2 separate regions of the Mus musculus genome follow, and region 2 is linked to region 1. Evidence: chromatin contacts called from public Hi-C data. All regions are on one chromosome and are shown on one strand. Each heading gives the region's core, a stretch centred on a gene start, on an enhancer-like site or on the middle of the called end of the contact. The rest is flanking DNA. Distances are from core to core; before and after follow the strand shown.

Evidence for each region. A called contact is a pair of places that touch in the nucleus more often than the background predicts.
Region 2: a Hi-C map of B cells shows a contact between it and region 1, with 6 read pairs. The contact joins the promoter of Fabp5 here to the enhancer-like site in region 1. A contact is called at or near these places in 2 of 39 promoter capture datasets (the HPC-7 cell line and liver), 1 of 484 Hi-C or Micro-C datasets (B cells) and 1 of 115 datasets of contacts at active chromatin or transcription factors (astrocytes).

The regions. Positions count from the first base shown.
Region 1 is chr3:8,981,274-8,985,758 of GRCm38.p6, forward strand. It overlaps a transcript of Tpd52 not described here. Among named protein-coding and RNA genes, the nearest start is that of Tpd52, 19 kb to the left of the region's middle. Within about 2 kb of position 1,463, at least 117 of the 459 cell types and tissues checked have an H3K27ac peak or open chromatin away from gene starts, as enhancers often do. A contact at or near this core is called in B cells, where this site is marked.
Region 2 is chr3:10,010,520-10,015,018 of GRCm38.p6, forward strand. It overlaps Fabp5 (fatty acid binding protein 5, epidermal), which reads left to right and starts at 2,066. Exons shown (of 4, transcript NM_010634.3): 1 at 2,066-2,199; 2 at 4,452-4,499. The coding sequence starts at 2,121.

The sequences.
Region 1 (4,485 bases), core at 213-2,712:
ACACAACTAAGACAGACGGCTAGAGCCCAGAAGTTTGTCATAAGTCTGGACAACACAGCAAGGCCCTTTCTCCAGGATTTTAATTTAAAAACTCACTTACGGTACATCCTTATAATATTCATAAAATATAGAGGTTTTATATCATCATGAAAGTCACATCCATTTACTGGCTGATCTTTCAAGTGAGACACATCACACATGACAGATGTTGCAAACAGATTTAGAACTGGGTGAAGGGATGGTCAGACTCAGGAAGAATGTTCATGTTTCTTCAAATGAAAGCTATCGCCAAGTAAGGTTTTCTTGGTGTTCTATATCGCTCTGTAGAGCATAACACTTCATTCTTTCACAATTATAGCAGAAACAATGCTTAACATCTGTCTTCATTGTCTCAATATCCAAGGCTGTCATTGTACAGTTAGAGCTGAAATCAGAGCTCTAAGACAAAGCAATACGTGAACTGGGAACTGGGAACGTTACACGTGGAGGCCCTACTGAAACTCATCAAGCCAGAACAGGAAGTCACCTCCAGCTGAAGCCGAATGACCTTTCCTGATCACCCCTGTCACTGAAGGCCTGTCTTCCACACCGCAGTCACCTCTCCATGGCAACCAGCAAGCTCAGCAGAGGCCTCCTCACATTAAATATTTATTAGGTCTCAGACCAGGAAGTGACTGGGGAAGGCCAGGCACCACACACAAATCTCAGATCCTTTCTTCAAAACCACGGTTTTTGTTAGATTCCCTGAAACCACATAAGAAAGGTGATGTCCACAAAGAGGATGTCTCCGATCTGTGAGATGGGTATGCACTGAAACTATAGACCTTTTGCATAGCTTTTATGTCCACTTGTTTCAAGGTATTCTGTGTCCATTTTGACCAAACTTAAGAATTATCAAAGTGTCTGGCACACTTCAACTTCCTCAACTCCTGATCCCAGGAAATTAGACCACCAAAAACCTCATAAAGTAAGTTATCTCTATTTTTAAGAATAGTTGTTATCTATATGAGTGTCTTGCCTACATTTCTGTCTGTGTAGCACAAGTGTACCAGGTGCCTGCGGCTGTCAGAAGAGAACATAGCCCCCACCCTTCACTCCCAGACCTGGAGTTACCAATGGATGTTAGCCACCATGTGGGTGCTTCACCAACTGTGCCTCAAGCGAAAGGAAAACCAGACTTGCCAGAAGCCGGAAGGAAGATAAAACCACCATCCTTGTGGCCAAACATGGTGACCTTCTGCTAAGACCCGAAAGGCAAGTAAGTGATTCTTTAAATGCCACATTTGTCACCACAGATGGTGACATGTGCGCACGGGAAGATCATCTGTGTGCTGCAGGGCTGCTGAGGAAGCTGCTCACGTGGACTGACACCTTCCCACAGGTGCTCAGGGGCAGAGCCAGCCTCTTAGACCGGCAGCAGCATCCCTTCCTTCCTGAGGAGCTCTGCAGTTCCCAGGCCCAGGGCATGAGGCAAAGAGGAAGCCCTCACTGACAGACACCTCAGCACTCGCGTAGGGGGAGCGGGCAGCTCTGCACTCAACATCTGCGTGAGGCAAAAGGAAAAGCAATTTTCCCCCTCAAATCAAACTGAAAAGTAATACCTTTTCTTGTGGAATATGTGCCCTGATTGGTTTGTTTGCTTTGTTTTGTTGGGAGAAGAATCTCTTATTTTTAAAATAGCAGCAGCTTTGAGGGGCTGGTTTTAATAATTTAGGCAAAAGGAGGCTGAAAACTGTGTATGAACCTACATTCCATCTCTTCCTTCTCCCTGTCCACGCCCCTCTCCCTCCTCCTCTCTCTGCCTCTCTTCCTCCCCCCCCCCATCCTCTTCACCTCCCTCCCTCACCTCCTCCCTTCTCTTTCCTTCCTAATTTTACCATCCCATGGTTTCTGAAAATTTGGAACTGGTTATTGGTAAAACTAAAAACACAGTGGGCCCTCTATAGCCCACCCATGACTACAGGCCTCCCTACTTCTTGTGGCAGTGCTGCCAAGGCATGGGGGTGGGGAGAACCCCTCAGCAGGACACCGCAGTCAACACTGATCTTGGTCATGGGCATCAGAGTTCGGCATGACGTAGGAAAACTCTGAAGATGCTGAAGATGCTGAAGATGCTGGTGGTGTGTGCCTGAAATCCAGCTCTGAGACATGGACAGAAAGGATGCAGCTAGCTCACAGTGTCCCTCTCTCAGTCCAACTGAAACTGCTACGTTGGTGCATCCCTACAATCCCAGCATTAAGGAGACTGAGGCAGGAGGATCACTAATTGGAGGCCAACCTGAACTACAGAACAACAGACACTCAGCCCTCTATGTATATGACCCACTGCTGCTGAACATAGTTCTTACCAGTCTGCAGTTGTTAGAAAGGAAAACTTTTGAGTATTAAAAAGGGTTTTAAATATGTCAACACACGCACACACACACACACACACACACACACACACTCTCACACGTCAGTAATCCGAAGGCTACTACACACAGTGTGAAAGGTCCAATTGGCGCATTCCAATTCCACTGCACTGAATTAGCTGCGAACTGGAAGGTGAATAAGGCAAACTGCGTATGGTTGGGCATTACCATGTGAGTACCAGGAAGTCAGCGTCTAAACTAAAGTTTCACATGATCATCAATTTCACTTCTGCATATTATCCTTGACAAGCACACTTCATGCAGGAAACTAAACAAAGCACTTGCTTATAATAATTCACACACACACACACACACACACACACAAACCACTGGAAAGAACCAAAATAACTGCAGCCTGACATGAAGTCATAGCACATAAATACTCTGTAATGCCATGCACCAGCTGAGGAGGATGAAGTGACCAGCAGGTACTTATACAGAGCTCTGCATGACCCAGAGGAAATGGAAAATACACATGTGTATATATAGCTCAGTAACATTTGTTTTTCTAAAACAGCACACAAGGGGACTGGAATGGCTCATTGATTAGGCTCACTGGCTGTGCTTCCAAAAGATCTGGGTTCGATTCCCAGCACCCACATGGCAGCTCACAACTGTCTGTGACTCCGCCCAGATCCAGGGAATCTGACCCCCTCATCTGGTCTCCAAGGGCACTCCAGGCAAGTGATGTACAGACAGGCATGCTGACAAGATAGCCATACTAATAAATAAAATAAAAGGGCACACAAGAGCTGGGGATGTGACTCAGTGTAGAATACTTGCTGAAGATACATGAAGCCATGGGTTCGACCTCCCATCGACACAGACATACGGCACATACAAGCTCATCCCAGAAGTCAGTAGTAGAGGCTGTATGAATACTGAAAGTTCAAGGACAGAGCAAAATACATAGCAAGTTCCAGGCCAGCCAAGTCTACACAAAGACTGACTCTCAAACAGCAAGAAAACAACAACTAAAACAGCAACACCCCTCCCCCGTAAAAAAATTCTATTCCATATAATGTGACCAAAAGTGGTCCCTGAACAGTGACACATGCAATCTTGCTTAAAATATCTACTACCAGGCCTGACCTTTGACCTGCAGAGTCAGACTCTGGATAGTGCTACCATCTGCCTGTCAGAGAAGTCTAGGCTTGGGGAGGCCTGGTTCATACAGGCAGAGATCACAGTAGGACAACTGTCACCTGAGGTTCCCGGGCTTCACCCGTATTTATGCTCACTCTGCTTTCCATAAGCACTCTATGCATGGGTCCTCTATGCATGGGTCCTCTCTCTATGCATGGGTCCTCCATGCATGGGTCCTCTATGCATGGGTCCTCTATGCATGGGTCCTCTCTCTATGCATGGGTCCTCCATGCATGGGTCCTCCATGCATGGGTCCTCTATGCATGGGTCCTCTATGCATGGGTCCTCTCTCTATGCATGGGTCCTCTATGCATGGGTCCTCTCTCTATGCATGGGTCCTCCATGCATGGGTCCTCCATGCATGGGTCCTCTATGCATGGGTCCTCTATGCATGGGTCCTCTCTCTATGCATGGGTCCTCTATGCATGGGTCCTCTCTCTATGCATGGGTCCTCTATGCATGGGTCCTCCATGCATGGGTCCTCTATGCATGGGTCCTCTATGCATGGGTCCTCTCTCTATGCATGGGTCCTCTATGCATGGGTCCTCTATGCATGGGTCCTCTATGCATGGGTCCTCTCTCTATGCATGGGTCCTCCATGCATGGGTCCTCTATGCATGGGTCCTCTCTCTATGCATGGGTCCTCTATGCATGGGTCCTCTATGCATGGGTCCTCTATGCATGGGTCCTCTATGCATGGGTCCTCTATGCATGGGTCCTCTCTCTATGCATGGGTCCTCCATGCATGGGTCCTCTATGCATGGGTCCTCTCTCTATGCATGGGTCCTCCATGCATGGGTCCTCTATGCATGGGTCCTCTCTCTATGCATGGGTCCTCTAAGTTAGATGATGCTGCAGATGCCAGCAAGGGACAGGTAAATGGTTGGCTGCTCCTGTAACACATGGAAAGCTCTGGATGGGAGATTAA
Region 2 (4,499 bases), core at 816-3,315, 1.0 Mb after region 1:
TCCTGTTTCACAAGATCTTTCGTGAGAAACTCCTCAGTGCGATTCCAGTTCTACTACTCCGCAGCACCGGCTCTCTTAGCCTCGTCTCCTCTCCTGTGAAACTGGGATAACTTCCTCAGGAATCGCAGGCATTAAAATTCATCCGTGCAAATGCCAGGAAGGACCACAGAGGGAGCAGTAGAAACTCAACAAGCTGACCTTGTCTCCGTGGTGATAGCCCGTCTGGGTGGCGACAACTTCATTTCAGCCCATGTTACCTCCAATGAGGTGTGGGAGCAGGCAGGAAGATTCTGTAAAAAAGACAGTCTGAGAAAGGTCATTCCACACACAGAAGGGAACTGATGGCCTCAGTCAGTGGGATGTCGCAGCTCAGGACACATCAATATATGTATGGCCTTAGTAGAGAATGTGGCACTTCATGTATGTATGGCATATTTTGAGCTGGTCTGAGAAGCTGCAGGCCTTTGGATAGCTTTGAAAGGACGTACTTTAGACAAAGAAAATCATAAGTATAAATTGTCGTGCATTTGTGTGTGTTTGTGTGTGTATGTGTGTGTGTTTACGGGCCTGCATGTGTGCACATGTATGTGGAAGCTAGTAGTTGACATCAGCTGTCTGCCACGACAGGATCTCTGACTGACCCGGAAGCTTGCCAATGCCGGGTGGGCTGTACCAGGGAGCTGCAGTTCTAGGTGCAGACACAGCAGCAGCTTTTGTGTGGGTGCTGTGGATCTGAAGGAGTCTTCCATCCTGGGTTCACTTCCTCAGCTGCAGGGCAGCGTGACTGCAGTAAATTCACTTAGAGTTATTGTATATATCCAACCTAGTAAAAAATTATGGCTCAGCTGCCCTCAAACAGACTTAGGACATTTACATTGGCCTGTGGTTGGGCAAATTATCTAATACAAACCTGAATCCTAACAAAGCATGGACTATCACAGGTGGCTTACTAAAAATGACACTGAAAGTGAGGATCAGTAACTGTGTAATGACAACTTCCGCAAGGGTGTTGGCCACACCTGTAATGTCAGCATGTGGTAGCTGGAGAGTGATGGTCAGGAGCTACTAGCTGCATATGGAGTTAGAGGCTAGCCTGGGCTACATGACCGCTCCATAACCTTTACTCAATTCCTCTTCTCACTGTCTCATAAAATGTGCTCCCTTTGTCTCCCTGTATCTCTCCCTGCCTCCCCTCCCCACACACTCAGATTCTGTGACTGGCGATGGCATCTAACTGTCAGCGGATTGTCCTTGGAGCCTTATGTTTTGTGGGACTTCAGTGCATATCAAAGTGATAATTTTTTTTTTATAGTCAGTATATTCTAGGCAATTTACTAATTCATAGCTGGGCCAGCCACCCTCAAAGGATGGAGGGAAGTAAAAGTTTTGATCCCTGATCGGGGAATAGAAGCTAGTAAGATTTTTCAGGAAGTGACAGTTACCTAAGCTGAAACTTGCTAGTGTAGTGGAGAAAACAAACTTGTAGAGCATTGTAATCTCCCTTAGAGACTGCTGCCAGGATTGTCTAGCATGCACAGACAGACAACCAAGAGGCCCCAGTGAGGCCCCAGGAGGCGGGAGGGTGGGGTCAGAAGGTTCTTTCATGAGGGAGTAGGATGTAGGGCTAAGGAGATTGCAGTTTATTAATTCAGTAATCAGCCATTCAATTCCTATAGCGCCAAGCGATGGCTAATTTGTTCCTCCCAGGTACTTATCAAAAGCAAATGGAGGCGGCAGGACAGTGGGACCACGGCGCGCAGGCTGTCCTCAGATGGCGCGGGTGGGGGTGGGGGTGATCCCTGGGCCCACGGGACTGTGCCGCAGCTGTCACTAAGGGAGGCACAGGGCGCGCCAGACGAGTCGCAGCTTGCAGGAGCTGCGGGAAACGTGACGTCCCAGTCCGGCGCAGCCAGGCCAGGGTGGCACCTTCAGACCCCCCAGCACAGCCCAAGGCGCACAAGTCCGGGCGTGGCGAGGGGCGGTACCAGGCTGAGGCGCGCCTCCTATTGGCTGCCCGACACCACCCCCACACCAAGGACGATATAAGCGCAGATGGCGCCAGGAGCGGAACAGCGCCCTCGCCACCGCGTCTCTGCTGCTTTTGTGCTCTCCCTCCCACCATGGCCAGTCTTAAGGATCTCGAAGGGAAGTGGCGCCTGATGGAAAGCCACGGCTTTGAGGAGTACATGAAAGAGCTAGGTGAGATTTTATCGCCGAACCCCTCCCTGGCTCCTCATCCTTGTGGGGATGTGTTGGTTCCCTTCCACCATGCGATCGGGGGAGCTGCAGGGAGCACCTTGCGGCAGTTAGGATGGAGTGCCCGCCTTTGTCGCCGGCTCCGCACGTGGTGGGTCACCCCGCTTCTCCCCTTTTCTGCTTCTTGCCCCCGAAGCAGCCCCTCATTGCTTCCGGCCCTTCACAGGTGCGTGCCAGCGGTACTGCTGTGAGCCCCCTACAAACAGCCCCTCAGTTGCCTCTTAATGTTATCCCCACTTCTCTTCCTATCCTCACCTGTGCCACCGTCCTGCCCCATCATCCTCCCCTGGCGTGGCAGCACTCACTCTCCTTTTCCCTTTGCCCCATCTTTTGTTCCTCGATGGCGCCAGTCCCCTCCACCCCATCTCCGCCTCAGAGAGGACACCGCGTGGTAGGGCGTGGTTTCTGCAGAAGCTCTTTAGAGGCTATGAATGATGCTGCTTATATCCCTTTCTCTGCAGCACGTCTCAGGTCCTCTCCTCGCCGCACTGGCTAGGCGTGGCGCCCGCGGCGCTGCACGGTCGACAGCTGGTGGCATGTGGGCGAAGTGCGGAGACATCCATTGTGCATGGTTGTTGTCTTGCGACCGTTCTGTTCTACTTCTTTCTCTTGATTCTGGAGGGTGAGGAGCAAGGAGACTTGGGCCTGGCTGGAAAACTATAATCAGAAACTGCTGTTGCTGGGCCGTGGCTGCCAACTGCTACAAGATGGGTGTGGCTTTGCAGCAAGCACTTGCTCCTTAAAGCCTAACCAGAGAGTGGGCAAGGTTCAAATTCACCCTCACTGGAAATAGTGCCTCGTTGTCTGTTGCCAGTTTTGCCTACTCTTAAGATAGGGATGCATTGGTAAACACAGAACAGACAACGAAATCGACACTTGTCACAGATGCTAGGAAGTGGGATGGGGTTAACGGAAAGGTACTCTCTCGGAAGAGGTACTGCTGGTAGGAGGAGGCAGCTTCAGGCGCTGCTGTTCACAGTATTCCTCCCTGGTTAAGAACCAGCCTTAATTCTTTTAAACATTCAGCACACTATGGGGCTAAGTCTGGCTCCTGATGAATCCTGTTTGTGCTAACGCTATTGTCAGAATGTGGATGCATTAGGGGTTTGTGTCTTTCCTTGTCCACAGTGGAAAGCCGCACAGGTGTGAGTGAGAGCCAGTAGAGAGCACTGTTTGAAAGCAGCTGGTGTTTATGCTGTGAGTGGCTAGTTCTCCAGATTGTGGCCTTAGGAAGGTTATAGGCCTTACCCATAGGTTCTGGGCAATGTAGAGGGGAGCACAGCAGAAGACTCACAGGGACACGGGAGCCTGGCTGAGCATCCTGCTTGGACGAGTGTCTCCTTTCTTGTGAAAGTATCCCAGGTTCCTTATGAGTGTTACCATCAAGGACACGGACATAAACCACTGCATAACCCAGAAATGTGGAACTCCATACTGTGAATAAACAAACCACACAGCATAAAAGTCAACCAGATACTCAAATCGTACAGTGTTTCCAGATAGCAGCACGTCAGGTTCCTAACATACAGAACAAGCCTTACCATGGAAGCTCACATGGTCACACAGCTTTGAAATGTTTGTTCTTTCCCTGGGTGTGTTTTCCCTCTACTTATTGACACCAGAGGCATGCCACTCACTTAAAATACTGTGCTGTTTGCATTGAAAGCTTATTTTAAAGCATCTACCAACTGTTTTTTTTTTGTTTGTTTGTTTGTTTTTTTTTTTTTTTTTTTTTTACTTACATTGTTGTTTTGAGAACACGGTCTCTCTGCAGCTTAGGCTGACTTTGAACTGTTGACCCTCTTACCTCCATGTCTGGAATGCTGCTGGAATTACATGTGTGTGCCACCATGCCAGTCCTGTCATTTAAGGTTAGGGAGTAAAGTCTTGCCTGACTTTCTGAGGGCCAGTAGCTCAGTGGCTAGTAGCTGAGATTAGAGTCTTGTTGTGAGCGGGACTTGCCTCGAGTTCTGCCACTTCTGGCTAAAGCCGGGCTCTCATCTGTCCAGTGGAGACATCACCCCTGCCCATCCCCAGCTCAGGATGACCACGAGGCTTACATGTGTAATGGGAGCAACATGCTAGCTATGCAGGTCGGTGAGTGAGTGAGTGAGTGACAAGAGGCTGGCCAGTGGGATGATAAGGAATGAATCCTTGCTTATATTGTACAAATTATGTCATTTTCCATCCCACAGGAGTAGGACTGGCTCTTAGGAAGATGGCTGCCATGGCCAAGCCAGACT